Regions from separate parts of the Mus musculus genome. Here regions 2, 3, 4, 5, 6 and 7 are each linked to region 1. A link is a contact called in public HiChIP or PLAC-seq and promoter capture Hi-C data. All regions are on one chromosome and are shown on one strand. Each heading gives the region's core, a stretch centred on a gene start, on an enhancer-like site or on the middle of the called end of the contact. The rest is flanking DNA. Distances are from core to core; before and after follow the strand shown.

Region 1 (2,700 bases), core at 185-2,684:
GGGATGTCAGGGCATCCTAGCACGGAGTAGACAAGAGTGGACAGAGAAAGTGGGTGATTTCAAGGCCATCTTGGTCTGCATAGCAAGTCCCAAACCAGCCAGAGATACCCTGGACCTGCACAAGACCTCTGTCCCACACCCCTGAACATGCCCTTGGTTAGGGCATGAGAACCACACAGGTCGGAAGCTCCAGCCTTCTAGTAAGTTCTGCCCCAGTACTGCCCTTTATAGTCATGTTGACCACAGGGACAGGGTACCATTACTGCGATTTTATGGGGCCAGTTGGCCCACAGAGCATTGGAGACTAAGATATGACAGCTAACCATCAAAGTCAGTGGCTGAGCCCGATTAGGGCAGCTGACTGTACAGAGAACCCTGGGATAAAGGGTTCCTGGCTAGTTAGAAGGCCCCTTGGAATCAAATCAAAACAAAAAAACCAACCTCTAGAAACTGCTTCTAAGTGACAGAAGGAGCTAGAACCCTAGGTCTGGTAGCCAGAGCCTGCCCCAAGTCCTTACCATGGACTTTACTCTCAGCCTCTCGTGCTGTTCTTAAAACCAAGTCAAGACTGGGAGCCTCTTATGCCTAAGGAGTCACAAGAGCCACTGCTGCGACACCGGAAAGCCCCCTCCATGCCTTCTGCCCTTGTTTACTGAAGGAGTTGGGGGTGGGGGAAGGGAAAATGCAGGCAGTTCAGGAATCAGAAGAAGCTGCCTGCCGAGGGATAGCCACTGGCTTTACTGGATTCATAATGTGTTGAGCCTGAGGCTAAGACTGAGCCCTTCGTTCAGAAAGGTGTAAATGAACAAGAATGCTTAGTAATTGGCCCAGCTGCTTGTACTGTCTGCCTCCCGAAGGGATATTACCCGGATGATTGCCGTGGGGAAGGAGAACTCCCCTCCTAGCAAAGGCATTGAATTCAGGACAGTGGCGCCCTTTTTGGGGCTGTTAGGGTGTAGAGCCCCACTCATGAGTGTCTTGTCCCCGCCCCCTGACTCACCAAGGGCCTACAGAGGGCAGGTGTGATCAGAGAATCCCTGGGGTTAGTGTGTCAGTCCCAGCAACCGGGCTGACTCAACGGTAGCCTAAGGACTGTCCACAGTGAGGAAACTAGGGGACGAAGGTGACAGCGCCGAATGGCAGGTGAACGCTGGTGCACACTTCTCAGCAAGCACTTGTAGGTCCAAAACACTGGGTGTGTGTATGTTCTGCGCCAGCGGGGAGGGGGGCGTCGGCTGGGCGGTTTTGAAAGTCAGGAAGCCTGATTTAGGCTCACTCCTGTGAGGTGCTCTGAATTAATCACAGTCCCATCTGATTAGCTGAAAGGCCGAGGGAGGGCGTTCGCATCGCCTAGTAAGTCCAGCGGTGCGCTGCGCTAGGGACGAAGCTGCTTCGCGTTCTGAGGCGCGTGGCTCCGCGCGGCCGCCGTAGGTCGGGCGGAGTACGGTGGCCGCAGAGCGGCGGCTGCGACGGGTTCGGCCGGCCGGCGCGGGGCCGCCATGGGCAACCTGTTCGGCCGCAAGAAGCAGAGCCGAGTCACCGAACAGGACAGGGCCATCCTGGTGAGGGGCCTACGGCGGGCAGGGGGCCGGGCCCCGTGGGGGAAACTGAGGCGGGAAGCGGAGCGGGCCGCGCTTCCGGTGCCATGGCGCGCCCAGCTGCAGACTCCTGGACCAGCCCCGGCTCGGCCCGGAAAGACCGGGATTGTGTCTCGGGGCTGAGCGCCGATCCGTGAGAGAAGGTGCCAGGAAGGAAGCCTGTGGCCTTGGCCTTGGAATCCCAAGCCATAAGTTATTGAAAGTTCCTAGAAAAAGCCCCCAGATAAAGATCCCGTGGGCGTGGCTTTCACTAAAAGTCTCAGCGTGATTCTTACTGGGAAAGGGTGCTCGTCCCCCATCTCTGCAGCCTCTGTGTGAGCTGGAAGCCCCCGAGACACTCGTGTCTCAGGACACCGCCCTCCATCTCTAAGTAAAACTGTCACAGAGGTGGGTCCTGCGGACAGGACACACCTTGTCTGCTCCTCTGTGGAATTCGGAGGCTCAGGACACCACTGTCAAGCACACATCTGAACAGTCCCAGAGCGCCAGGCACCAGGAAGGAAAGTGCCTAGCTCCAGGTGCTGCTGCTGCCACTGCCTGACCTGCTCAGATTGCTTGGTCTCCAGAGGCACAGTCTGGCCATCCTGCAGCTCCATTTGGTGCCCCTGTCTCCCCAGGCAAGATGCCTGATGCTTTGTAAACAGCTGGCAGAAATAACCACCCGAGAAGAGCATGGGTAGCCTAACTCAAGGTCTCCAAACCTAAAGGGTGGAAATAGTGAGCACTCTCTGTCATGCAGTTGATGCCCACCGTGGGGCAGACCCTGTAGAGGACACTGGGTGAAGGTGGGAGACCCAGAACCACACCCAGGCCCATGCTCAAACACACACACACACACAAAACACGCTAGCAGAGCTCCCCAGCTAGCCTGTTCTCCTAGGTAACCTACAGTCTATGGTGAATGGTTTCTCACTAACTAAACCTTAAAGGTGCCCATGGCCTTCACTTGAAATAGTCTGCCTCAGGGTTTCATTCTGTGTGTGACATGTGCCCAGGGCCTGTACCTGTTCATCATGGCTCCGCCTGAAGGGTCGGCATTTGGACACAGAACAGAAATGGGCTGAACAGGAGGACTGAGCGCACTTGGCTAGTGGCTGGGGAG
Region 2 (2,700 bases), core at 179-2,678, 480 kb before region 1:
CCAGCCTGTTCTCTGCTTCTGTCCCAATAGAAAGATTCTGCCAGAAATTTGGAGTGGCTGAAGACAGTGAAGGAAAGCCATGGATCTGTGGAGCTCTCATCTCTGTCCCTCGCCACAGCAATCAACAGCAGGGGCGTCTACGTTATTGAGGCACCCAAAGATGGCCAGAAGGTGAGCCTCCCAAAGTCCTGGTGCAGTTTTGTATGGCCCTGTGGTCTTGCTATAAAGTTATGGGACTCTGTGCAGGAACTAACTTATAAATGTGTGCTGCCCCCCAGATTTCCCCAGACACTGTTCTCCGCCTCCTCCTCCCTGATGGCCATGGTTACCCCGAGGCATTGCGCACCTACTCCACAGAGGAACTGAAGGAACTTTTAAATAAGCTGATGCTCATGTCTGGAAAGAAAGACCACAACAGCAATACAGAAGTGGAGAAGTTTTCAGAGGTGAGCAGATAGGTTTGTGCTGCTGCCCACAGGGGCCACTTTGGCGTCAAGCTAGGCCAGTCACTTTTGTTACTGAGCTATGGAAAGGGTCTGTGTAGGCTTTTGGTCAACACAGCTCTGCCATGGGTCTGCAGGATGTAGTACCCCGATTCACAACGCCAGAGACATATCTGAAGTAGGGTAGACCCTATGAGCAGCAGGTCCTCCTCAGGAGCCTCAGGAGGAACTGTGACCAGCTGTGGAGAAGAGATGGCCAACAGATATTCTTAGAAACAATCACCTCACTGCCTCCATACTCCTGTTGAGGTAGGAGGGTCTTGAATTTGAGGCCAGTCTGGAAATACGAGACCATGCCTTTACATACAAACACACACATACCCATACAGTCTTTACATTGACATCCTTTGTCTTTCCCTGGACATGGTGGCACACATCTTTAGTCTCAGCATTTGAGAGGCAGAGGCAGGAGGAATCTTTATAAGTTCAAGGCCAGTCTGGTTCCCTAGTGAATTCTAGGATATCTAGGGATACGTACTGAGACCCTGTCTCAAAAAAAAAAAAAAAAAAAAACAAAAAAAACAAAAAGAGAAAAAGAAAAAGGCAAAAAGGCGATGGGTGCTCCTTGTTAAGCCGATCGAATAACTATGGAGAGGCTGTGGTGTGATGACTATTAGGCAGATTTCTGTGAAAAGTGAGCTAGCCTAAGCCCTTTACCACTCCAAAGGCTTAATAGCAGGCAGGTGTGTGTAGGGTAGTGTGTCTTCCCCACAGGCGTGTGCTTTGGCCTCATGGTTCCCTTTCCCCCAGGTCTTCAGCAACATGCAGCGGCTTGTACATGTCTTCATAAAACTGCACTGCGCGGGCAACATGCTGTTCAGGACTTGGACTGCTAAGGTCTACTGTTGCCCTGACGGGGGCATCTTCATGAACTTTGGCTTGGAGCTGCTGAGCCAGCTGACAGAGAAGGGAGATGTCATACAGCTCCTGGGAGCCCTCTGCAGGCAGATGGAGGACTTCCTAGATAACTGGAAAACAGTGGTCGCCCAGAAGAGAGCTGAACACTTTTACCTCAACTTCTACACAGCTGAGCAGCTGGTCTACCTAAGCAGTGAGCTCAGGAAACCCAGACCTAGTGAAGCTGCCCTCATGATGCTATCCTTCATTAAAGGCAAATGCACTGTCCAGGACCTCGTACAAGCTACCAGTGCCTGTGAAAGCAAGGCTGACAGATACTGCCTGCGGGAGGTTATGAAAAAGTTGCCCCAGCAGCTGCTTTCTGAGCCCAGCCTAATGGGCAAGCTTCAGGTTATTATGATGCAATCCCTCGTGTACATGAGTGCCTTCCTGCCACACTGTCTGGACCTGGATGCCCTGGGTAGATGCCTTGCTCATCTGGCCACGATGGGTGGCACTCCTGTGGAGCGGCCACTCCCCAAAGGCCTGCAGGCTGGCCAGCCTAACCTGATCTTGTGTGGCCACTCGGAGGTGTTGCCAGCTGCACTGGCCATCTACATGCAGGCCCCCAGGCAGCCCCTGCCCACCTTTGATGAGGTGTTGCTCTGCACCCCAGCGACCACAATTGAGGAAGTGGAACTACTCCTGCGGCGCTGCCTCACTTCGGGCTCCCAGGGGCACAAGGTCTACAGCTTGCTGTTTGCAGACCAGCTGAGCTATGAAGTGGGCTGCCAGGCAGAGGAGTTCTTCCAGAGCCTGTGCACACGAGCGCACCGTGAAGACTACCAGTTGGTGATACTCTGTGATGCTGCCCGGGAGCACTGCTATATCCCCTCCACCTTCAGCCAGTACAAAGTGCCCCTGGTGCCCCAGGCCCCGCTCCCGAACATCCAAGCTTACCTGCAGAGCCATTATCAGGTCCCGAAGCGGCTCCTGTCAGCAGCAACTGTATTCAGAGACGGGCTGTGTGTTGGCATCGTGACCTCTGAAAGAGCTGGCGTTGGTAATGAAAGAGGTCCCCTCTCCCAGATACTGCCCACTGACACTTCCTTCTCTAGCAAGGCTGACTCTGATGAAGCCCTTCTTCAGGGGTTTGGCTCTTCCTTAGCTGTAAGCCACTGAGAACTCTGTCCTCTCACAGTTCCTGACCACCTCCTTCAGACTTTGTTGCAGTTTCTTTCCTCTGGGAGTGCTGCTGGCTTCTGGCATCAGTGCTGGTTGTGGTTGAGTGAGAAAAAACCCTGACCATGCTTCAGTTGCTGTTTGTTTCCTTTCATCCTGTCCTCTCTTCCTTGAACAA
Region 3 (2,700 bases), core at 71-2,570, 310 kb before region 1:
ACTCTACTCTATACATGTGGCTGGTCTCTCAGGGGGAAGGAATGCCTCAGCATGGGTCTACGGAGGAACCCCCTTTCCCCATTCCTCCCCCTCCCCCCATAGAACATATTTTTTCTGTCTTTATCTTTTTATAAACATACCAGGATCAGTCAGAGCTCACTCTCAGTGGTGGCTTGCAATGCCTTCACATCTTGTTTGTTTGTTTTTCAAGGCAGGATTTCTCTCTGTAGCTCTGGTTGTTCTGGAACTACTAGCTCTGTAGACCAGGCTGACCTCCAACTAACAGAGATCCTCCTGCCTCTGCCTCCAGAGTGCTGGGATTAAATACCAGGCCCAGCTTTCAACCCTTCTCTTAAAGTGGATTTTTTTTTTTTTTTAAAGAAAGGGTCTTATTTTGTAGCTTAGGCTGGCCTGGGCATCTTTACAAGCTAAATTTTTATCCTTTTAGTAATATTCTTTAATATTATCCAAACTTTATGGTTCAGGAACCTAAGACTGAGAAAATGCAGCTTGAAATTAGTAACATTGACTAACAGAGGCTCCCCTAACACCAAAGCTGAAGGTGGGCTCAGTTGTTGACTGAACTCTAGCTAAAGGTTAAGAGTGTTTCACTAACCGGGGCGGTGGTGGCCAGCCTGGTCTACAAAGTGAGTTCCAGGACAGTCAGGGCTATACAGAGAAACCCTGACTTGAAAAACCAAAAAAAAAAAAAAAAAAAAAAAAAACAAAAAAAAACCAAAAAACAAAAAAACAAAAAACCAAAAACCAAAAAAAACCAAAAAGTGTCTCACTCGCACCCTGGTTACGAAAGGCTGGCACCTCGTTACATTTACTTTATATTTCCATTGCACCAAAGCAGTTCTCAGAGTGTGTCAATATCTGAGATTTACTGAACTGAACCAGAGAAGTCAACAGCAGGGAGGCTTGCTTCTGTGGGCAGCTTTAGACGTTTGCACATGAAACTGTAGCAAAATAAGAATATACTGTTCAGGAAATAAAGTATATCAGACAAAAAATTCGTAATCGATGAAATCGGTCTCTTTTAAAAGTGGAAATATCAAAAGAAAGTCCCGATAGTCTTATGTGTCTAATATCAATGGTCTTTTCTGAGGCTTTTTAAAAATACCACCTTTTAAAATCATGACGAAACCAAGTGGTTTCTTTCTTTAATATCAAGGCACGAAGCTTTGTTTGTAGTAGCAAAAAGCTTTTAAAAATAACTGAACGGACATAGTTTCAATCGCAAATGGTCTATTTTACTAGTGGAGATCAACTAAGGAGAAAAGACGTGGTAACCTCGGTAACGGCGTGGGGGAAGGGAGGACGGAACACCGAGCTCTACGCCCTAGCAGGGGTAGAGCGGTGAGAACGCTCGAAGAGGTTTGGCTTATTGGACGCGCCGTAGATAGCGGTGCATGCTGGGCCTTGGCAATATGGCGTCCTCCTTGATGTGCTGATGAGAGGAGTTTTCACTGTGGCTCCAGAGCAGAGGGCAAAACTCCCCTGACCTAATAAGCCCAGTGTCCCTGTGCTGTCCGCGGGCCCGTGTCGCGTGTGTATCGGGACTCGTTCCTGGGTAGGAGAGAGCCACGAAGCAGAAGGCCAGCACGGGCCTGGCCGCGCGGCCCGGTGGCTGAGGAGCCCGGCTGCGGACGGGCACGATGGGCCGGTCCTGGCTCAGGTTGCAGCCCCTCAGGCGAGTGCGGGACCCGCAGGGCTGAGAGCCGCTGGGCGAGCCCCGAAGCCCCCCGATCCCGATCCCTTGAGGCCTCAGCCGGGCCAGCACAGTCGGAGAAGCCGCCCTGCGAGCGGGCCGGCCTGCCCGCCGGGAGCCACTGAGGCGTTGGAGGCCGAGAGCCGGGTCATCGCCGGGCCTGAAGTCTCTCCCGCCTCCGCCAGTCCCGCTTGCCGCCCTCCTGACGGCCTGCAGAGCTGCGGGGGCCGGCGACCGGGCGCGCGTGTCGCCGCTCGTCCGGGTCCTGCGGGCTTGGGTACCCACGGGCTCGCCACCCACCCCGCCCCCTCCAACTTCGCGCTCAGAGTTCGAGATAAAGATCTCCGAGGTTTAGCCTCAATAAGGATCTTCGAACGCTCTGCCGCCGTCTCTATTCCCAGCTTCCCGTTTTCCCGTATTTTATTTTACCAGTTCTGGTCCACACTAGTTTTTAAGGCTGGAGGTTCTCGAGCGCCTGCTGCCAAGGACTCCCCCTCCCCCTCCTCCCCTGATGGAGTCGGAGATGCTGCAGTCGCCTCTTATGGGACTCGGGGAGGAAGATGAGGCGGACCTTACAGATTGGAACTTGCCTTTGGCTTTTATGAAGAAAAGACATTGTGAGAAAATCGAAGGCTCCAAATCTTTAGCGCAGAGCTGGAGAATGAAGGATCGGGTGAGTGGCTTCTCATGGCACCTTTTTGAGTTCGTAGTTTTCCAACTAAGAAAGTTCTGAGCAAGGACAGCCTTTTTAGAAGGATGCGGGTATTTCGAAGACACATGTTGCACTAAAATCCAAAAAGCTATTCCAGACTCGGGTTTTGGCTAGTCTCTTCTCACCGAGTAGCGTTAAAAACGAGTTTTAATTCAGAGGGGGGAAAAACACCAAATTAGGAACTATAGTTTCACAGATACTTATATGCCCTTTACTACACTTAGTAGCACTTAGAGAAAAGACAACTTGGGAAATAATAGTTAACGTGCTTAGT
Region 4 (2,700 bases), core at 161-2,660, 390 kb after region 1:
GACACCTGGTATCACCTCCCTGCTCTGCGCCTTTCTCTGTGCCTTGCCCCCCACCCAAGTCCTAGCGGCCTTTAAACGCCGCATCAAGCTCCACACCTCTCCTTGGCTCCCATTTTTTTGTGAGGAGCCTTTCTAGACCTCTTGTGGTTCCCGCACATCTTCATCTGGACCACAAACTTTTCCATGCCTGGTCTGTGCCCGTTTTTTCCCCAGGGCGGGGCCCCAGGACACCAGTAAGCAGGACCCAAGTCCCTGAGACAGAGTTTAGGTCCCTACTATTGCCCTGAGACCACTCTGTGCCTTGCAGGCTGTCTTCTGTGGGAACAAAGGTTCTGCCCAGTCCCATCCAATCCATCCCAAGGCTGCACAGGTGGACGGCCTCAGGGCCTCACCTATGTTACATATGCCTACTGCTCACAAACGAAACCCAATGTTTCCTAAGACTCTATTCACACTTGAGTACAAGCGCAGGACACACTCCTGTTGCTGGGCCTCAGCACCCTGACACACCACCACAGCTATCCCCACCATTACCCCATCTCCCTACCCATAGCAGAAAATGGCTGCAGGCAGTGTTGGCCTGGGTTCCTTTGCTCCAGCTTGGGCCTCCATTCGGCCAGTGGGAAGCGCTGGCAAGCTGGTGCTGCACCACCCAGCACCTCCCTGTCAGGTCACTGAGTCCCCTTTCCAAGGTCACAGCTCCTAAACGGGCCTCTTTCTCCACTGCAACTGCCCTCCCTGTCTAGGGTGGAGGCAGCTCCCCTTGGTTGCCGGCTTGGGTACTAGACATCTCCTCCTTTAAGTCATGTATTTTCCATTTATTCAACTCTCCTCAAATGTCCCGTCTGAGGGTGCCATAAAAATGTAAGACCGTGTCAATTGCCCGTATCAAAAAACATTCTAGTATGTTCCACATGGAGTAGTTTGGAGGGGAGACTAATGGAAACGGCCTGGGGAGGACTAGCCCCCAAGCTTGCACAGAGGCCACCTCTCTTTGTGTCCCCAGGGCATGAGAGGAGGTGTCAAAACCGGACTCCATCCAAGAATGAACTGATGCCTCTGCCACTAAACAGCAGGACCGTGTCTTCCTTTCCTCCACCCCACCAGCTTCAGCCTCCGAGCCAAACCCAGGTGGCGCTCTTCTGCATCCCCCAACACCTCCCATGAGAGCGGGGGTCAACCCCGTGTTTGCCCTACCACCTCCCATCCGGGAGGCTCTGCACTCCCAAGGCGCCGAAGGAGCCTGACGACGCCCCCATGGGGACCGGAGGCTACGAGGTCCACTGGCGACCGCAGGGGATCCCCCAGGGCTGCACGGGTCGCCGTCAGGTCCCCGAGGCGCGCCAAGCGAGGCCCAGCTCCGTGCCCCGCCCTTCTCTAGCGAGGAACATCACCCCACGTGGGGTTGCGGGGGGGGGGGCTCTCAGCCTTGGAGTGTGATTGGTCGCTGTGCAGCCAATTAGAGAGCCTCTGCTGCTCAGGCCAAGCCGATTGGCTAAGAGAGGGCGGGTGGGACGGGAGTGGGGCGCCCTTTTGTTCTTTGCGCCCGCGCCGCGCGCCCGCTCCGGCCCCGCCACCTGCGCGCCCACTCCGGCCCTGCGCGCCTCCCGGAACCCCCCGCTTGTTCGCACACGCGAACTAGGAGCAGCCGCCTGCAACGCAGCCCTCTTAGGGTCTGACCTTGGACGAGCTCTTTCATTCTCCGTTCCCGGGTTTCTTACCCTCGTTTTCTCCTTGTCTCCTAGGAATTGTGGCGAAGAACAGAACCAACCTGGCAGCAAGCTTGGAATGTTTCTAAAAACCTAACATTCAGTGATAGAAGAGGGGCTCTGGATCTTTCTTAAGAGTGAGGCCACGTGGGAAACTGCTTAGCGAGAGAGAATCTTTACCAACCTGATCCTGTTTGCAGAATGAGCTCCGTTCCTATCCAAGACTCACACGGGCTCCGTGGGAATGGGACAGAACTTCTGCCCTGACTGCCCATCTGTGCTAACTCTTCCTAAACCTTCAGTCAGTCAGTGGTAGTAGTGGACTCTGTCTGGAGTGGAAAATGGTGCCTCAGAAGCCCAGAGCCAGCAAAACTCCAGAGAGAGAGCTTTCTAGGCTGAACTGGGGGAGTCAGGGAGTCAGGCAGGTCTGACCTCTGGTCCCAACACCCTCCATCTAGAAACTGCTTCAGCCCTTTACACAGCAAAGCTGTGGCTGCGGAGAGGCCACAGTGCTGCGGGTTGTGGACACAGGCACCCAGTGTCCACACAGCCTGTGGGGTGCGGGGTCAGTCAGGGAACCCTCAGTATCCCCATAACATGAGTGGACTTAGTGAAGCTCTTGCTCAAGCCTAGGTTGGTGAAGGAGAGAGAGTATGGGGTGTGGAAGTGCATTTCCAACGTCCCCTCCTAGAACCGGGCGTCTACAAGACCCTATCAGAATTTAGAGTGCCTTCCTAGCAAGTGATACAGTGAACTGCACCTCCCAACAGCCTGACACTAGTGGGTTCTGGAAGGTCTCTCAGCCCCAGGCCTCTAGCAGGTGTCTGTCCTAAGGACGGGGTATTTGAGGCTACATCTGTGGGCTCTTCTTCCCCTGGGTGGCTGGGAATGGTGAATGTCTGGCGGGGCAGGTGGGGAGGACAATCCCCACCCCATGAAGTTTTAAGCACATTCCTCTCCTGCTGTTTTGAGCCCAGAGAACCTCTCTGCT
Region 5 (2,700 bases), core at 20-2,519, 490 kb before region 1:
GAACATGAAGAAGGTGTGTTGTGGGGACAGGTTAGCAAGTGCTGGCTTAGGAAGAACAGGTTAACTGCCACAGGGCGGGGAGCACTCAGTGTTAGAGCAAAAGCCCGAGTCTCATCCTCAGCACCACAAGCCCAAGGAAAGAGAGGTGAGTGAGGGAGGAGTGAAAACACACACACACACACACACACACACACGAGAGGGGTGGGGTGGGGGTGGTGGTGGCGTGTAGATTTAGTCAGATGTAATGACGTTGGTTCTGCTAGGTGTGGTGATGTTTCCTGTGGGCAAAGGCTAGTTTGCCTGAGTTTATCAATAGCTTTTTCAACTTCTATCTTAATTTCTTTAAACAGCTGTGCTTGGTGGAACTCTAAGGCAGGGTGGGTGTGACCTGAGACACACAGAGAACATGGATCTATCAGGCTGGGTGATGGTCCATTTGGTAAAGTGCCTGCCTGCCACACAAGCTTGAGGATCTGAATGAATGGAACCACACTGACTCCCAGCACACTGTGGCCTGCACTTACAGGGGCCAGATCCTTGCTTACTGTCCAGCCACTTAACTGGTGATTTCCAAGCCAATGAGAGATGCTGTCTCAGAAGCAAATGGATGGCTTCTGAGCAAACACAGTCTACTACACACGTGTGAAAACACACACACACACACACACACACACACACACACACACACACACACACACACACACACAGGTATGCTCAGAAGACAGAAAGCCTTGTGATTTTGTATTGTGACTTTACTAATGTGAGGCAGAAGCGTAGCTGTTTGGAATCAGTGCTCTGTGTGTCCAGAGGCCTTTCTTTTCTTGGCTCAATCTCCACAAACACAGCCACGTCAAGATTACATCCTCCCTTCTCTTCACTGTCTTAGGATGTCGAGAACGTCTTTAAAATGCTGATGCACCTTGTGGACATTTATCAGCACAGGTAAGTAGAGAGGCCAAAGGCAGCTTTGTTTTCCACACAGCTCTGGGAGGAATGGTGGCTGTCCCTGCTGGCCACAGCTTCCTGCACACATGCTGCCTCACTGGGGAGATTGCAAACCAACACCACGCTTTCCAAGCCATGAAGCGCTGTGTGTCCAGCTCTGGCTGATCAAGGTTTGCCCCTGCTCCATTTGCTGTGTGTCCCTTCACGGTACTTCCCGAGTCCTGGCTTCCATCTGGAGGCAATCAGGCGTTTGGAGAAGTCAAACGTGATCGTATGACTTCCTGTTCCCCTGGCTCTGACCAGGAGCCGAGCACAGGCAGTTGGAGGAAGGGTGAGTTCTCTCTCACTGTTTGAGGGCTACAGTCCACACCGGTGGGGAAGCCCTGTCAGGGGAGCAGGAAGCAGGTCTCGAGCTGCATCTGAAGTCAGGAAGTGGGGAGAGACCAGTGCTGATGGTCAGATCTTTTTCTGCCTTGACTTCAGCCTGCAGCTGCCATGAGTTGGAGTCACAGACATTTGTTCTGTGGGGACCCAGACTTTAAGTCCTCCGATAGTACAGCAAGTGCTTTTGACTACTGAGCCCTTTCTCCAGCCTCCACCCCCTTTTTCTTTTGCAAACTGAGGATTGAAACCCAGCATGTCAGGCATGCTGAGTAGTTAAACCCCTGCTTGCCCCGTGTGCAAACACACTCAGTAAACACGAACCAGCACGTGTAGGCCAGGAGACACCCCACACAGAGGACCCGCTCTTTTTAATTTAACCTTTTTCTTCCCCTCTTCGCTATTCTCATTTCTCACCTATTTCAATGATTTCTCTGTACTTTTTTTGGGTAGGATCTTTGGGGAGAACCTGCTACAGATCTACTTGACTGAGTGTTTGACCCTCCATGAAACTGTCTGCAACATCACAGCTAACCACCAGTTCTTTGAGATTCCTGCCCTGTCTGCTGAGCTTATCTGTAAACTGCTTGAGCTCAGTCCTCCAGGGGTGAGTGGGACTTGTTCGTCTGACACTGTATTGGAGGCGTAGGCTTCCGGTAACCTCAATTTGAAAGGGAATCCGAGCTGATTCAGCCATGAGGGAGTTGACTGAGGCTCTCTGTTCCAGCTGAGCTCTCTCTGGGCTGGAGGCAGTTCTGGGGCTTGGGTTGGAGGGAGGGAGGGAGGTGGTAGGCCAGGCTTCTGATGTCCAAGGGCAAGCTAAAGAGCAGAACCCCACTGTTAACTGGGTACTTCTTTCCCACTGTTGACAGAACACACTGGGGACCATCCTACCCTGAGCACAGGTCCACTCCTTGTTTTCCCCTTGGGAACTTTAAGTTAAACTGAAGAGCAAAATTGGTGTCCCTAGAGGTGGCCCAGTACACCTGCACCTTCACCAGCTTGCAGTCCTTTGTGCTTGCCGGAGAGAGCTGCATTCCGTGGCTGCCTCGTCAGATCTTCCTACCTCTCTTTGAACTTGATTTTTTTTTTTTTTTTTTTTTTTGGTTTTTTGAGACAGGGTTTCTCTGTGTAGCCCTGGCTGTTCTGGAACTCACTCTGTAGACTAGGCTGGCCTCGAACTCAGAAGTCCACCTGCCTCTGCTGGGCGCCACCACGCCCGGCTTCTGAACTTGATTCTTCTTGTCACCTTCAGTTGCCTTGTGCAGCTGAGATAGTGTTCTCTCATTGTTGTGGGTCACTCCCCCACCTGAGTCTGTGCGCCTCCATTTGGAAATGCTAGCGGACTTTTTCACTGTCTTTTCACTGACTTTC
Region 6 (2,700 bases), core at 57-2,556, 340 kb before region 1:
AAACTAAACAGGTAAAGGCCTCCTCCTGCAATTCTCAGCTGGTTTCTATTCATAAGTACTGCAGCAATCACCTCCTCCCCCAACCCCAGGTCTAGGTAAAGTACATGCAATGACCTTCTTGGCTTTAGAGTGTGTCTGTAGGTGTCTCACTACGGTGGATAAGATGAAGACATGGCTCAGTGACATGGCTCAGCCCACCATGCCTGCCTCCTGCTTCACTCACAATTCTCTCTCGTCTCCCTGGCCTGTGACGCCACCCGTGAGCAGCATCTCTGGCCTTCCAAATATTCTGATTCCCTCTCTGTCATCTGGTCAGTGTAGCCCTGGCTGGTCTTGAACTCTCGGCCTTCCAGTCTCTGAGAGCTGTGGTTACAGGTATGCAGCACAATGCCTGGTTGCTCCCCATCCGCCCCTGCCACCGTGCACACATCTGTGGGTTGGCCATGGCTTGAACTGGATGTCTCCCTCGATGGCTTGCCACCTTATCCTCTGAGATCAGAGTCTCTCATTGAACCTGGAGTCGCTGAGTAAGTTCAACTAGCTGGCCATTGACCCCTGGGACCTTCCTGCTCCTGTCACCATAGTGCTGTGGTTACAGTCCCCACTCTGACACACTGCCACACCCAGACCTTCATTATTGTTTCTGTGTAGCCCTGATTGTCCTAGAACTTGCTGTGTAGATCAGGCTGGCCTTGAACTCAGAGATACTCCTGCCTCTGCGCGCTGAGTGCTGGGATTTAAGGTTCATGCCATCACCACCCAGCTGGTTTTTGTTTTTGCTCTTGTTTTTTCTTTTAATTACTCTTGCAAAAGAATATTATTATTGCCGGGCGTGGTGGCGCACGCCTTTAATCCCAGCACTCTGGAGGCAGAGGCAGGTGGATTTCTGAGTTCGAGGCTAGCCTGGTCTACAAAGTGAGTTCCAGGACAGCCAGGGCTATACAGAGAAACAGTCTCAAACCACCCCCCCAAGAATATTATTATTATTATTACTATTATTACTTTAATTTTGGGCTAGGGAGATGGCTCAGTGGTAAAGAGCTCTTGTTGCTCTTGCAGAAGACCTGAGGTCAATTCCCCGCACCCACGTGGTGGCTCACAACCATCTGTAATTCCTGTCCCAGAGGATTCTGGCTTCCAATGTGACTGCCATCATGTCCCCTGCAAGCGCAGTACAAGCTCTTAGCCACTGAGCCCTCTTTCCAGGACTCCACCCCCCATTTTTGAGGCAGAGTCCGTGACCTTGAGCTCCAGATTCTTCTGCTTCCACTGTCCAAGCGCTGGATTATAAGGGCTTTCTCTTTTGTCTTTTAAATGGCTTAAATAGGCCCTGTGCAGTCTTGGGGTCCTTTGTATAGCAGGAATAATAAGGCATGGGTGGTTGCAGTGGAAAAATCCTGATGCACGTTATTTAATTAAAAGCATTAACTTCCTCTGGCATTCAAGGCTGGAGGCACCCAGGAGAATGAGTTTTGTAAACACAAGGCCAGCCCTAACGCTCGCTCTCCCTAAGGCGCCTGACCAGGGACAAGTGAAGGAGTGTCACAATCGGCCTCCCAGTCTGGAGGAAGAATCATAAATGCCTCTTTCCCTCTGGACTGCCCAGCTCATCGCACCCCGCTAAGCAAGGTTGCTCACTGAAGTTTCAGAACAAACACAGTCTCCAAGACAGTCGGACTTAGAAACACAGACGTCAGTCCACCGTGGGACCCTACGCACAGCCCTGCGCATATGTGCACAGCCCACAGGTTTGGTAGTCGCTGGGAACGAACAGCATCCAGATGAGCGAAGAGTGTGAGCCTCCCCTGTCAGAGTCCCAGGAACAAGGGTGGTGAGGGAGCTACTGTAGAGGGGCCATTGGCATCTGGGAGGCCTGGGCAGGGGACCAGGTGACCAGGCCTGACAGGGGCGAGTGGCCTGACAGAGTCTGCATTGTTCTCCAAGTCAGGCTTCCTCTCAAATGCTGCCTCAGTGAGCTAAACAGAAGTATCTGAATGGAAGAGGTCCTTCACTTTGATTCTTCTTTGTCCCTGTTTCTGCTGTCTCCCTCCCTCCCTCCCTCCCTCCCTCCCTCCCTCCCTCCCTCCCTCGAGTGTGTGTGTGTGTGTGTGTGTGTGTGTGTGTGCTCAGTGAGCACGCACACACACCTGAGCATTGCCAGTTCCTTAGGGACTATACCCCCTTGCAACCTTTTTTAAAATTTTGAGACAGAATCTCTTATTTGGAATTCACCACACGGGTGGTCAGTGAGCTCCAAGGAGCCCCGAGCTTCGTCTCCCTAGTGCGAGGATTGTAGCATGTGCTGCTACCTGTTTTCTGTTTGTTTGTTTGGTTGGTTTTTGTTTTGCTTTGTTTTAATGTAGCTTCTGAACTCAGCTCTTCACTGACTGATTTGTCCCCTAAGCTCTGCGTTTCCCTCTTTGTTTTGTTTTCACTGTTTGAATTCCAGCATCATCGCTCTTGTGTGTGTGTGTGTGTGTGTGTGTGTGTGTGTGTGTGTGTAGGCATTAGCACCATGCTACGCATATAAGGGGCAGAGAGCAATTTTGTGCAATGGATTCTGGGAATGGAGCTCAGGCTGTCAGGTTTATACATCAAGTGCTCTGCACCCTCCAGAGTCACTGCCCTGGCTCTGCTGTTAGTTCTGAGACGGGCATCCCATGTGCAAGCTTGCTATGTAGCTGAGACTGACTTGAGATT
Region 7 (2,700 bases), core at 93-2,592, 460 kb after region 1:
CCACCTGGTGGGGTGCAAGTGGACAACTCCACCTCACCAATCTGGCCTCTGGGCAGAGGCTCCTCCCCTGCACAGGGACGCTCAAACAGCTGCATCTTCCACTGGGTGGGGCCCTGTGCCAGGGTGACCAGCATATCATCCAGCACGGTGAAGGCACAGAGGGCAGCGTCAGGGAGGACACACGCATCCGGGTCCACATGGATCACAGGGTAGGGGGGAGCCGCTTCCTCTTTGTCCTCACAGGCCTGGCTCCCAGACCTTCAGGAACAATGGAAGCATAGTCAGTATTGGGTGGGGTAGACTCACACCGTGCTCAGCAGTAACCTGACTTGCTCTGAGTAGGCTAGGCAGGAGACATCACAGGCCATTCAGCAGGTAGGTCTCTCTCTCTCTCTCTCTCTCTCTCTCTCACACACACACACACACACACACACACACACACGCTTGACACAGGATCAGCCAGAAACATAGCTCTGCAGATCGAGGCAGCTTGGGAACTATTCCCAAGGCTGCCTGGGCTGTGCACGGTGAGTTCTTCCAGCACAAGCCAAGGGACACGAGCTTTTGCCACTCACTGCTTGCCAGAGACACCGTCTTCTGAGACCCACTTCCAAGAGGTCTTGCCAGGCACCGGAGGGCAGTGATAGCGGTGCTCCTGGTTGCAGACTTCACTACCTGAGCCTCAACAGCTAAGAACTTCACAAAAGCAGACACAACTGCCACGCCTGCATATGCACAGGTACTAGAGAGCGGGAATGGGCGGCCTAGACCGCAGTCCTCTGCTTCCTACCCCAGTGTGTTGTCAGTGGCCGTCAAAGGGACTACTACTGGGACAAACCTCTCACAACTAGGAGGACATGAAAGCCGGCCTCCCTGGGGACCCGACTTGTCACTGGCCGGCCGCGTGGGGCCACGCCCCCTCACCTGTCCAGCGAGTCCAACGACAGGCAGTAGATGCCAGTCCGGGCACACAGGACGTAGAGTGCCCTGCGGATGGCCAGGAGCTGCAGGTGCCATACCTGGTCGGGAAACTGGTACACCGCCTGGGCGCCAGGAGAGCGAGGTCAGGCGAGGGCACACGCGGCCCCGGCTCACCTCGGAACGGCGCCGCCCGCCCGCCCTCCCGCCCTCCGCTCACCGTCAGCAGCCCGCCCTCCTGGTCATACACATAGACGAACTCGCGTCCGGTGGACAGAAAGACCTCAGCCTCATGCCGCAGCACAAACGGCTTCCCCGCCGCTCGGCCTCCGAGCGGGCAGCAGAAGTCCGACAGGTAGTGCACGCGCGAGGAAGCGCCCGCCATCCTGCGGGCGCCGGGCCAGAGCTCAGCCCGGAGGGGCGGTGCCGCCTCCAGGCTTTACGGCCGCCCACGGCGCGGCGCGGCCTCCGCCGTAAAGCGGCCGCTGCGGAGGCGTGGCCGGAGCCTGCTGCAGGGGCGGGGACAGTTGCTCTACGGTCCGCTAGAGGGCGGGAACGCCCCCAAACACCGTGGCTTAGCAAAGAGCCACAACGGGAGGCACAAAGCCAGAGGGTAGCCAAATAATGCAGTCCTGCAAGTTCACTGGGGCCCGCGTCAGGGCCCTTGCCTCGGATCACCTACCTGTTGAGCAGAGGTTGCTCTGGTGCAAGGCTTGTATGCAGCACTTGCCCTGGCACCGTTTTGTGACAGCACTTGAGAGCACCACCCGTATAGCACGGGGTTTCAGGAGTAGGGTGGCACAGCACACCATTCAGTCCCTTGATAGGGAAAAAGGTGCTTCAGGCCAGCCATCCAGAAGAGCCTTTGCTCCACTCATGAACGCGGCAGGATGTGATTCTACAGCAGAGGATGCTGAAAACCCTAATGAGCTGGGTCTAAGGGAAACCACATTTTCTTCAATGACAGCTCTTCTTGGGGCTCCCTGAGGGAGCAGGCGGAGAATCCTACCCTGGAATGAGGCTCCAAGTACAAGATGAAATACTACTCTTCCAGAGCACTCATCAGAAACTAGACACCACTGCCTATGCTTCTGAAGTGGCAGCTACTCGGAGGGCTGAAGGCAGGAATACTTGAGTTCGGAGCCAGCGCAGGCAACCTTGACTCTTAAAAGAACGTTCATCTGAAAATTACAGCGGACAAATCTACAAAGGTGTGTGGGGTCACAACCAGGCACAAAACGTCCTGTGAACTTAGAGAGCATAGTGTAACCCTAGTGTAGATGTCAGAACAACATCCTGGGGCTGGAGAGACGGCTCAGCCGTAAGAGCACACGCTGTACTTGCAGAAGACCCAAGTTTGATTCCCAGCATCCACATAGGGAAGCTCACAACCCCCAACAGCTCCAGGGGCTCCTACATCTTTTACTAAGGTATTTATGTGTACAAAAGCATACGATTAAATAAATAAAAGCTGTGTGGTGGTATACACCTTTAATCCCAGCACTCAGGAGGCAGAGGCAGGTGGATCTGAGTTCAAGGCCAGGCTGGTCTACAAAGCTAGTTCTACAACAGCAACGCTTATGAAAACAAAACAAAACAAAAAACAAAAAGCTCTGTCTGGAACTGGACACCCCCCAGCCCCAAATATTTATTTCTTAGGCTTTATAGTTGTAGCCTGTCTGTGCTTCCAGAGTACTGGGAATAAAGGCACAGACCACTATGCCCAGCTGTAAATTAAGTGAAAACAAAAAAACAAAAACCAACTTTAACCCAAGGGTGAAG

Evidence for each region. Promoter capture Hi-C pulls out the DNA fragments that hold promoters and counts their contacts. HiChIP or PLAC-seq counts read pairs in DNA pulled down with a chosen protein or histone mark.
Region 2: a contact with region 1 is called in an H3K4me3 HiChIP or PLAC-seq map of the SCID.adh cell line, with 6 times the contacts expected there. The contact joins the enhancer-like site here to the promoter of Chmp6 in region 1. A contact is called at or near these places in 10 of 39 promoter capture datasets (the 3T3-L1 cell line, the C10 cell line, the SN4741 cell line and 4 more), 4 of 15 datasets of contacts at CTCF or cohesin (embryonic stem cells, large pre-B cells, pro-B cells and 1 more), 11 of 484 Hi-C or Micro-C datasets (the G1E-ER4 cell line, bone marrow-derived macrophages, differentiating embryonic stem cells and 2 more), 19 of 115 datasets of contacts at active chromatin or transcription factors (the 230-238 cell line, the SCID.adh cell line, T-cell acute lymphoblastic leukemia and 11 more) and 3 of 9 other capture datasets (adipose tissue, embryonic stem cells and liver).
Region 3: an HNF4G HiChIP or PLAC-seq map of pancreatic cancer cells shows a contact between it and region 1. The contact joins the promoter of Rptor here to the promoter of Chmp6 in region 1. A contact is called at or near these places in 22 of 39 promoter capture datasets (the 3T3-L1 cell line, 3T3-L1-derived adipocytes, the C10 cell line and 13 more), 4 of 15 datasets of contacts at CTCF or cohesin (the NIH/3T3 cell line, embryonic stem cells, large pre-B cells and 1 more), 16 of 484 Hi-C or Micro-C datasets (the AML12 cell line, the C2C12 cell line, Sertoli cells and 10 more), 29 of 115 datasets of contacts at active chromatin or transcription factors (the 230-238 cell line, the NIH/3T3 cell line, the SCID.adh cell line and 17 more) and 4 of 9 other capture datasets (adipose tissue, liver, macrophages and 1 more).
Region 4: a FOXA1 HiChIP or PLAC-seq map of pancreatic cancer cells shows a contact between it and region 1. The contact joins the enhancer-like site here to the promoter of Chmp6 in region 1. A contact is called at or near these places in 3 of 39 promoter capture datasets (embryonic stem cells and hippocampal neurons), 1 of 15 datasets of contacts at CTCF or cohesin (embryonic stem cells), 20 of 484 Hi-C or Micro-C datasets (B cells, the Ba/F3 cell line, the G1E-ER4 cell line and 8 more), 10 of 115 datasets of contacts at active chromatin or transcription factors (the SCID.adh cell line, bone marrow-derived macrophages, effector CD8 T cells and 5 more) and 4 of 9 other capture datasets (adipose tissue, embryonic stem cells, liver and 1 more).
Region 5: a promoter capture Hi-C map of embryonic stem cells shows a contact between it and region 1, with 4 times the contacts expected there. The contact joins the enhancer-like site here to the promoter of Chmp6 in region 1. A contact is called at or near these places in 4 of 39 promoter capture datasets (the SN4741 cell line, embryonic stem cells, liver and 1 more), 5 of 15 datasets of contacts at CTCF or cohesin (the NIH/3T3 cell line, embryonic stem cells, large pre-B cells and 2 more), 12 of 484 Hi-C or Micro-C datasets (the G1E-ER4 cell line, bone marrow-derived macrophages, differentiating embryonic stem cells and 3 more), 15 of 115 datasets of contacts at active chromatin or transcription factors (T-cell acute lymphoblastic leukemia, bone marrow-derived macrophages, embryonic basal ganglia and 8 more) and 3 of 9 other capture datasets (adipose tissue, liver and pancreatic islet).
Region 6: a contact with region 1 is called in an H3K4me3 HiChIP or PLAC-seq map of stem cell-derived neural progenitor cells, with 5 times the contacts expected there. The contact joins the enhancer-like site here to the promoter of Chmp6 in region 1. A contact is called at or near these places in 1 of 39 promoter capture datasets (the SN4741 cell line), 1 of 484 Hi-C or Micro-C datasets (bone marrow-derived macrophages), 10 of 115 datasets of contacts at active chromatin or transcription factors (the 230-238 cell line, bone marrow-derived macrophages, embryonic basal ganglia and 5 more) and 3 of 9 other capture datasets (adipose tissue, embryonic stem cells and macrophages).
Region 7: a contact with region 1 is called in an HNF4G HiChIP or PLAC-seq map of pancreatic cancer cells. The contact joins the promoter of Faap100 here to the promoter of Chmp6 in region 1. A contact is called at or near these places in 1 of 39 promoter capture datasets (the 3T3-L1 cell line), 1 of 115 datasets of contacts at active chromatin or transcription factors (pancreatic cancer cells) and 1 of 9 other capture datasets (liver).

The regions. Positions count from the first base shown.
Region 1 is chr11:119,912,376-119,915,075 of GRCm38.p6, forward strand. It overlaps Chmp6 (charged multivesicular body protein 6), which reads left to right and starts at 1,435. Exons shown (of 8, transcript NM_001085498.2): 1 at 1,435-1,562. The coding sequence starts at 1,500. It overlaps Gm39485 (a long non-coding RNA gene), which reads right to left and starts at 1,437. Exons shown (of 3, transcript XR_003949830.1): 1 at 1,001-1,437.
Region 2 is chr11:119,434,658-119,437,357 of GRCm38.p6, forward strand. Rnf213 (ring finger protein 213) reads left to right here. Exons shown (of 68, transcript NM_001040005.3): 24 at 31-171; 25 at 279-446; 26 at 1,254-2,403. Among named protein-coding and RNA genes, the nearest start is that of Mir1932, 46 kb to the left of the region's middle. Within about 2 kb of position 1,429, at least 42 of the 459 cell types and tissues checked have an H3K27ac peak or open chromatin away from gene starts, as enhancers often do. A contact at or near this core is called in the 230-238 cell line, the SCID.adh cell line, pre-B cells and 1 more, where this site is marked.
Region 3 is chr11:119,601,585-119,604,284 of GRCm38.p6, forward strand. It overlaps Rptor (regulatory associated protein of MTOR, complex 1), which reads left to right and starts at 1,321. Exons shown (of 34, transcript NM_028898.3): 1 at 1,321-2,387. The coding sequence starts at 2,226.
Region 4 is chr11:120,303,846-120,306,545 of GRCm38.p6, forward strand. No RefSeq gene overlaps it. Among named protein-coding and RNA genes, the nearest start is that of Mir6935, 42 kb to the right of the region's middle. Within about 2 kb of position 1,411, at least 315 of the 459 cell types and tissues checked have an H3K27ac peak or open chromatin away from gene starts, as enhancers often do. A contact at or near this core is called in B cells, the Ba/F3 cell line, the G1E-ER4 cell line and 12 more, where this site is marked.
Region 5 is chr11:119,418,287-119,420,986 of GRCm38.p6, forward strand. Rnf213 (ring finger protein 213) reads left to right here. Exons shown (of 68, transcript NM_001040005.3): 12 at 1-13; 13 at 887-942; 14 at 1,780-1,933. Among named protein-coding and RNA genes, the nearest start is that of Mir1932, 29 kb to the left of the region's middle. Within about 2 kb of position 1,270, at least 56 of the 459 cell types and tissues checked have an H3K27ac peak or open chromatin away from gene starts, as enhancers often do. A contact at or near this core is called in T-cell acute lymphoblastic leukemia, bone marrow-derived macrophages and pancreatic islet, where this site is marked.
Region 6 is chr11:119,571,300-119,573,999 of GRCm38.p6, forward strand. No RefSeq gene overlaps it. Among named protein-coding and RNA genes, the nearest start is that of Gm11762, 24 kb to the left of the region's middle. Within about 2 kb of position 1,307, at least 17 of the 459 cell types and tissues checked have an H3K27ac peak or open chromatin away from gene starts, as enhancers often do. A contact at or near this core is called in neural stem cells and stem cell-derived neural progenitor cells, where this site is marked.
Region 7 is chr11:120,377,404-120,380,103 of GRCm38.p6, forward strand. It overlaps Faap100 (Fanconi anemia core complex associated protein 100), which reads right to left and starts at 1,343. Exons shown (of 10, transcript NM_027980.2): 1 at 1,139-1,343; 2 at 925-1,043; 3 at 1-258. The coding sequence starts at 1,303. Nploc4 (NPL4 homolog, ubiquitin recognition factor) reads right to left here. Exons shown (of 17, transcript NM_001195023.1): 17 at 2,395-2,700.